Regions from separate parts of the Culex quinquefasciatus genome. Here region 1 is linked to region 2. The links are chromatin contacts, called in public Hi-C maps. All regions are on one chromosome and are shown on one strand. The core of a region is the stretch at or near the end of the contact, and the rest is flanking DNA. Distances in the headings are between cores, read along the strand shown.

Evidence for each region. Hi-C and Micro-C count contacts between places; a contact is called where the count stands out from the background.
Region 1: a contact with region 2 is called in a Hi-C map of whole body, with 9 times the contacts expected there. The contact joins the promoter of LOC6045009 here to the promoter of LOC6035789 in region 2. A contact is called at or near these places in 2 of 2 Hi-C or Micro-C datasets (both in whole body).

Annotation. Positions count from the first base shown.
Region 1 is chr2:221,043,930-221,047,965 of VPISU_Cqui_1.0_pri_paternal, reverse strand. LOC6045009 (ras-related protein Rab-14) reads right to left here and starts at 1,697. Exons shown (of 2, transcript XM_001862398.2): 1 at 1,310-1,697; 2 at 12-1,252. The coding sequence starts at 1,489. The coding sequence ends at 806.
Region 2 is chr2:220,810,487-220,814,591 of VPISU_Cqui_1.0_pri_paternal, reverse strand. LOC6035789 (transmembrane and coiled-coil domain-containing protein 6) reads left to right here and starts at 2,477. Exons shown (of 3, transcript XM_001845861.2): 1 at 2,477-3,059; 2 at 3,119-3,303; 3 at 3,361-3,916. The coding sequence starts at 2,583. The coding sequence ends at 3,820.

The DNA.
Region 1 (4,036 bases), core at 448-2,947, 230 kb before region 2:
ACAAAAGCAAATTTTTCGTCATAATGTCCACTATTTATTGATACCATTAAATGTTTTGATTTATAAAGATATCATTCAAATGTAGTTATTCTTAAGGTGAACTAACGTTCCACTCTACACTTATAGCTATTAGTGTTGCAAATATGCATTACTTAGCTTTACTTGACGAACTCACTAGGTGTAATAAGATTGATTAAACTTTAACTGCAAAATATCGCTTTTCATTGCGTTACAAATTTAGTTAGGTGCAATTTGCAGAGTGCCTGCTTAGGATAAGATATTGTTTAACTTATAAATCAGCAAATTACTAGCATGTTACGCCACAATGCCATTCATGTTCACCTGTTAGTTATTTGAGTAGGTTGAAAGTCCAATAGGACTTTTCCAACGTGTCCAATTAGAGTTATCAATATTTTACTGTTCGTAATGGCAAAAATTTAGCGATAACTGATTAACACAGAAAGCTCGTCACACTACTTGGTAAAATGTGTATGAATTTTGATTTCCATGCCGATCATTTCCGTTCTATGGCACTCGACCCAAAACTGGTCAGCAGAACGTACTGAAGTCATCCTCAAGACCTGGCTACCTGCTGCTACATTCGTAGTGTATCCGTTTATGTTATTTATGAATTGTTCAAAGAATCACAACTCGCTTCCCCCTGTGGCCAATGCTGCCTTCTCTATCAATTGTTCCGGACGGTCTGTCTCAGCGTCGCGCCAAACCCTTCGTAGCTCGGTGTCTAAGATCATTTGGTTGCAAGTTTGTTGTTTGTTTTAGTGCCCTACAACGAGGGCACAAAATGCTAGCAAAGACAGGACGGTTCGCCTATCTCTTCCGGCGGTTCGATTTTGAATCCGTGCGAATCCAGCGCCTGAAGCTCCAGCCGCGATCGGTTCGAATCAACCAACGTGTTGGCAATATCTTGGAACATCTCTTCGATACCTTCTCCCGTCCTGCAGGACGTCTTGTACGTCGCACTGATCAAGCTGTGACACTGCTCGCAGAACGATTCCATGTCCGCTTCGGTAACTTCCGGATTCCCCGTCTGCTCCATATCGACCTTGTTCCCAACGAGGAAGATCTTTGCATTCTCAGCGTAGGTGACCACATCCAGCATGTGCTGTGACAGAGAGTGGAACGACGCCGGGTTGTCCAGAGCAAACACCAACAGAGCAGCCTCAGCGAACTTGTAGTAACTGGAAGTGACCGACGCTACCCGCTCCATACCGCCAGTGTCCCAGAGCTGAAGCTGAAAGAAACCAAAACAACCATCAATCCCCAAACCTACAATGAGGAACCAACCAACCTTAATATTCTTCTCCCCCACCGCAAAGCTCCGATCGTAATGGTCCAGCCCGAGCGTGGACTGCCGATCGGTGGCTGTCACGAACGAGTTGGTCGCGAACCGCCGGAACAGCGAACTCTTCCCCACGCCGTACTCGCCGCAGAGGATGATCTTCTGCTCGGGAATGCGCACCGAGGCCATCGGGTTGAAGGCGGCCACTGCGACCAGCACCACGTTCCTGTTCGGGGGAGTTTCGGAGAAATGTGACTAAGAACCCAAACAAAGAGGGTTTCGCTTCCTGTGGGTGGGTGTTTTTGCACTGATTTAATTAATCGCTTTCGATCGGAATTGGAATCGACTGACTGACGGGACGAGCTAAAAAGGCAGGATGACAGGTCTTTATTTTGGTTTCCCCCTTGAAAAGGGAGATGGTAATCCGGTGACAGGGTTGGATTTTGGAGGAAGGGTGTGTGTCTTTGGTTGTATAGAAGATTGATGCTATAAAATATTGCATGCAATCTAAGGATGAAATAACCGTTTGTAATTTTATATCAGATTGAACCGTTTCCTTCATACTTCCATATAGAGGAGAAAAGCTCGGAACTTAACCTCAAAGGTAAACAACCGAATGAACTTTTTTGACAGGTGTCAGTTCCGGGACTTGGCAATTAAAATTATAATTTTTCTCCGGTTGTTCCGTTTCGCATGGACACAAACACGACCAGGAACACGGAGCAAGGACATGGCCACGGGAATACCCAGGAACAGACACCTACACGGCCAAGGACACGAAAACGGTCAGAAGCACGGACACTAACACGGTCAGGAGTCCGGACAAGGACACGGCCTAGAGCACGGCCACAGGAACGACCAGAAACAGGCACCTACGTGGTCAGGTGCACGTACACGAAGACGGCCAGAAGCACGGACAAGCACACGGGCAATAATACTGGAAAAAAAAACTCGGGTTATGACGTTTCGCGCAATCGGAAGCAAATTCAAATTCAAAAAATGCTAAGTCCCGATTTGACACCTGTCAAACCACTCAAATGGCACTCACAAAATGAATACTGAGTTCTTTGAGTTCATTTGCTACGTCACGGTTTTCTTGCCTATTGCCTAAATAAAAATTTAGAGAGAGAGACAAAATCATTTTAAATAGAATTCTTTAAATATTGACAGTTTGTTATTTATGTGATTTTTCCATTATGAAATGAGTATAGTTCAATCTCAATTATCCGAAGGCCAAGGAAAAAACTAATCCGGATAATCGAATAACGAAAAATCTTTTTTATTGCTGTTTTTTTTAATTGTCGAGCTAAAGTATAACCCCTTCACAATTCTAAAGTAATAAGTTTTTTTTTATTCAAAATGGTGGTATTAAAATATTGAGAAAATATTAGGAAATCAACCATCCTAATATGACTAATCATGGGCTTCAGAACTTAAATTTGATATTTTTGTTATTTTGGAAGTTAGAAAATTGTTGCTGAGTCGATTATCCGAAGCATTGGATAATTGGGTCCTAAAATGAAGCTTAGATTGCTGATATTATTGTTCACAGCGATAAAGCTTATTTTTCTGAGTACAATGACCCTTTGTACGACCATAAAGAGCTTAAAATGGATTTTTAAATCAATTTTGAAAAATTAACCTCGCGGTACTTCTTGACAGAAAAGCTCCTACTTGACAAATCGTTCCAAGGGGACCATAGTTGATCCATCGAAAAAATGTTTTCTTGTCAAAAAAAAAAAAAAAAAATTGCATTAAAATGAAAAAAAGTGATCAGCAATGGTTTTTAATCGTATTTTTTACCGTTGTACATAAAAATTGGCATAGGGCTTTAGTACCCAATTAAAACTGTGAATTATCGAGCTTGGATTGTACTTGTCTTATTTCAATTGACCGATGCACGAAATTTTCTCGACTCTCCCTGCAAACGTCAAACCATACAAAAATGCTGCCGGTTCATTTCCAGAAGAGATCCGGAAAAGGATCCGACAGCATTTATTTATGAATTTGACGTTTGCTAGACTGTTGGTGATATGTTTTAGGGGACATAAAATGCTAACTTTTCAGAAATTTCCAGGTTGTGCAAAAAATCATTGACCGAGTTATTAATTTTTTAATCAATACTGATTTTTTCAAAAAAATCGAAATTTTGGTCACAAAAATTTTTCAACTTCATTTTTCGATGTAAAATCAAATTTGCAATCAAAAAGTACCTTAGTGAAATTTTCATGAAGTGCACCGTTTTCAAGATACATATAGCCATATTTAGGATTTTTTGTTTAAATAGTCGCAGTTTTGAAAAAAAATATTTTTGAAGAGCTGATAAAATTCTCTATATTTTGCTTTCTTGAACTTTGTTGATACGACCTATAGTTGCTGAGATATTGCAATGCAAAGGTTTAAAAACAGGAAAATTGATGTTAAGTCCCACCCAAACAAAACACCATTTTCTAATGTCGATATCTCAGCAACTAATGGTCCGATTTTCAATGTTAAAATATGAAACATTCGTGAAATTTTCCGATCTTTCCGAAAAAAATACTTTTCAAATTTCCAAATCAAGACTAACATTTCAAAAGGGCCAAACATTCATAACGCCTTTTTGAAATGATAGTCTTGATTTAAAAAAAAGTCAAATATGTTTTTTCGGAAAGATCGGAAAATTTCACGAATGTTTCATATTTTATTATTGAAAATCGTACTATTAGTTGCTGAGATATCGACGTTAGAAAATTG
Region 2 (4,105 bases), core at 1,228-3,727:
ATAATTTTCCATACAAATTTGGCAGCTGTCCATACAAAAATGATGTATGAAAATTCAAAAATCTGTATCTTTTGAAGGAATTTTTTGATCGATTTAGTGTCTTCCGCAAAGTTGTAGGTATGGATACGGACTACGCTGGAAAAAAATAATACACAATAAAAAAAATTTGTGATTTTTTTATTTCACTTTTTATCACTAAAACTTGATTTGCAAAATAGAACACTATTTAATTTTTTTACTTTTTCTGATATGTTTTAGGGGACATCAAATGCCAACTTTTCAGAAATTTCCAGAACGGGCAAAAAATCTTTGACCGAGTTATGAATTTTTTAATCAATACTATTTTTTTTTCAAAAAATCGAAATTTTGGTCGCAAAAATTTTTCAACTTCATTTTTCGATGTAAAAATAAATTTGCAATCAAAAAGTACTGAAGTGAAATTTTGATGAAGTGCACCGTTTTCAAGTTATAGCCATTTTTATGTAACTTTTTTCAAAAAAGCCTCAGTTTTTCATTTTTTTAAATTAGTGCACATATTTGCCCACTTTTGAAAAAAATATTTTTGAAAAGTTGAGAAAATTCTCTATATTTTGCTTCTTCGGACTTTGTTGATACGACCTTTAGTTGCTGAGATATTGCAATGCAAAGGTTTAAAAACAGGAAAATTGAAGTTTTCTAAGTCTCACCCAAACAGCCCACCATTTTTCAATGTCGATATCTCAGCAATTAATGGTCCGATTTTCAATGTTAAAATATGAAACATTTGTGAAATTTTCCGATTTTTTCGAAAACAATATTTTCAAAATTTTCAAATCAAGACTTACATTTTAAAAGGGCGTAATATTGAATGTTATTGAATACAAATTTTTTTACCGTGTATTATTTTTTTCCAGTGTAGTCCGTATCCATACCTACAACTTTACTGAAGACACCAAATCGATCAAAAAATTCCTTCAAAAGATACAGATTTTTGAATTTTCATGCATCATTTTTGTATGGACAGCTGCCAAATTTGTATGGAAAATTATATGGACAAACTAGTGATGCAAAATGGCTTCTTTGGGCATACCGAAGGCACCAAAAAAGTTTCAGCCGGATTAAAAAATACAAAAAAATCTCAGAGAATTGCTCAAAGCGAAAATTACCGAATTCATTATTGTCCACCGTACAACCGAAATTCGGTAAAATTTTGTTCATTTTGACAGATTTACCGACTTTTTTAACTACCGAATTCGGTTTAAAAAAAAATCTGAGTGTGTAGAAACAAAATGCAAAAAAATATAAAAACTGAAATAACAAGCCACAGTCTTAACGTTTGAATGCAAAAAGTGTTATTAAATGCATTTTACACAAGTTGTTTTGCAATCATTACTTTAAAAAAAAAGATTTGACGAAAACAAAAAAAAATAGCAAAAGAAAACTTATTGCGATACCAAACATCCAAAATTTTCAAAAATTTTAAAGATTTTTAAATCAACCTAAATTTGCTAAAAAATGATTCAAAACACAGGGAAATGCATAAATTCTGATTTGTCGGGAGAATTTTGTAGAAAGGGGTGGGAGGGGGGGGAAGGGGTGGTTGACACTTTTCATAAAATTTGAATCAGCCTTAGAGTATTTGTAGATTTTTTTTTAAATTGAAATTATTTAAAATTTAAAACCATTTTCAAAAGGTAATTGCTATCCGTTTTCTGCTATCCAGGAATAATTTTAATGTTTCTCTAATTTTCAGTTTGAAAACATTTAAGGGCATTTAGATGAAAAATCCAAACATTAATGGCAAGGTTTTGGCTTCGAACTTGTTAAACCTCGTTGGATAAATGTACGACTCGTGCTAAAAAAATCCTCTTTTTGTATAAACTAGGGGAACAGCATCTAATTCCAGCGTGCCTCTAATGTTGGCAGGTCACGACTTTGACATTCAATTAAAGCTAATTAAAAGCGTTTTCAACTGTAATCGAGTGATAAATAGGTCAATAAGAAGTGAGCAAGCCAGTTTCTATAAAAAGTTTTGCAAACTTATTTTTTTAAATAGTGAAAAACAGCAAATTGGATGGAGTTAGGAGCGAGAGATTAACCTGCCAAACATACGAGAATTTACCCTACTATTATATGGCTTAAACTTATGGAAAATTCACTCTTTTGATTGTTTGGTCACTTGAATTGTTTATCACAAGCTTGATTGTTTTGCGTGTAATTGTTTACAAGTAAAACTTTTGAAATTTTAGTGCAGTAGTTTAAAGAAATGTAAATTACGCAGTATTTAAATGAGAGTGATCAGAAAACTGATTTCAAAAAATAATTTGAAAAATTAACCAAAAAAAGAAATAAGAAAAACGTTGACGATTACAGCGGTAAATAAATTATAGCAAACTAAATTGCATAAAAACTTGCACGCAAGTTTAAGGTAGGTACACCATTAATATGAACTACCTATTTGTGGATAAAATTGCAAGCCATTTTGGAGTCGACACAAACAAAGTTTGTAAACAACAAACAAGTCTAACTAACCGGCTTTGTACTCATCTACACACCAGAGTTCAGTTCATATCCACAGTTCAACCAGACCTACCCAACACACAATGGCCACCACGCTAAACGTGGTCCCCGTTCCGGAACCGCGCATCCGCGAGCAGAACCGCAACGAGGTCCGCTGGGAGCGCCAACTCCACCGCAAGGCCGAACTCGACGTGAATCGGGCCAACCTGGGCGAAATGCTCCAGGAGGTGGCGGCCATCGAAAGTGTGACCCCGCAGGAAATCAAGGGCCTCGCCTCGCGGATCAAACGACGCAAGCACGCCGACCTGCGAGATCTGGTCAAGCTGAGCTACGGATTTCAGCAGAGCGGCGAGAACATCTCCGAGTTTGTTCGGATTACGGGGGCGATCAACGTGGTGGTGAAGGAACTGACCGGACATGACTCGGACCGGCAGCTGCTGGCCGCGGAGTGTTTGTGCAATTTGAGCCTGGGGGATGAGGTTTGCTGCGAGAAAGTGGCCACGTTCGCGGGGACGTACTTGGTCGCGCTGGTGGAGAACTTGAGCAATCGGAGGGTTGCGGTGAGTATTGTGACTGGTTTGTCTCAGATATTTTTAGTGATAATCTACTCTCGTTATAGACGACCTGCATGTGGACCTTGCAGAACATGATTTCATCTGGGACAAAAGCCATGAAGATCTTGAACTCGCAAGGAATCATTCCCAGTTTGACTCATCTTTTGGAAGTCCTTGAAAAGGATGATCTTCTAGCTGAGATACTGTTGGCGATTGAACTTATTCTAGACCATGATCCAGCATTCATTAGGTGAGTTGGTAAATCTTCATGAAAATATCGTCAACTTAATAATTGAACCATTTTTAGCATTGAAACAATTCACGCCACCATCCTGCCTCTGACTTCTTCAAAGGAGCCCCAACTGAACAGTCTCAAGGTGGTCTACAAAGCCTTGTGCCTCTCCGGATTTGAAACGCTGGATGTCGAAACAGCACCTCAAATAGTCAAGCACGTCGTTCAACAGTTGGTTCTTATTGGAATCGAAAATGGGGCGGAAGCAATTCTCTCGATCCGAATACTGGCCAATCTGGTCGCGATCAACGAAGGTTGCGTGGATTTTTTGGTAGCTCAGTGTCAGCAGCATAATTTTAAGCTAAGTCAGTTGTTTAATTTGTTTTCTGAGGATGGTCAAGTAGCAGTTTGTAGGGAAATTTTGTGGTTAGTGGGTAACATGAGCAAGACGGGCACGGGTAACGAATTCAAGAGGTTCGTGCAGTTTGATAATTTTGTTGAATGTGTTATTATTCCAAAAGCATTGTTGGTTTGAATATTTAATAAGGAAGTTAGCTGGAATTGTTGTACTTACATGAACTTATGGTTTATTCAATTTGGATTAGAATAATAAATTGAATTGATTATCATACAAACCGATAAAATAATTATTTAAACATCTCCAATTCCTGACAAAAGCCCAACAAATTTAAAAAAAAAAGTGAATTTGGATGATTTTTGTGTCTCCGATTCTATGAAAATATAGCAAAAGTTGTTATTTTCATAAGTTTCAACCATAAATTTATAACCCGGGCAGACGGTAATAACAAAATTCATGCCA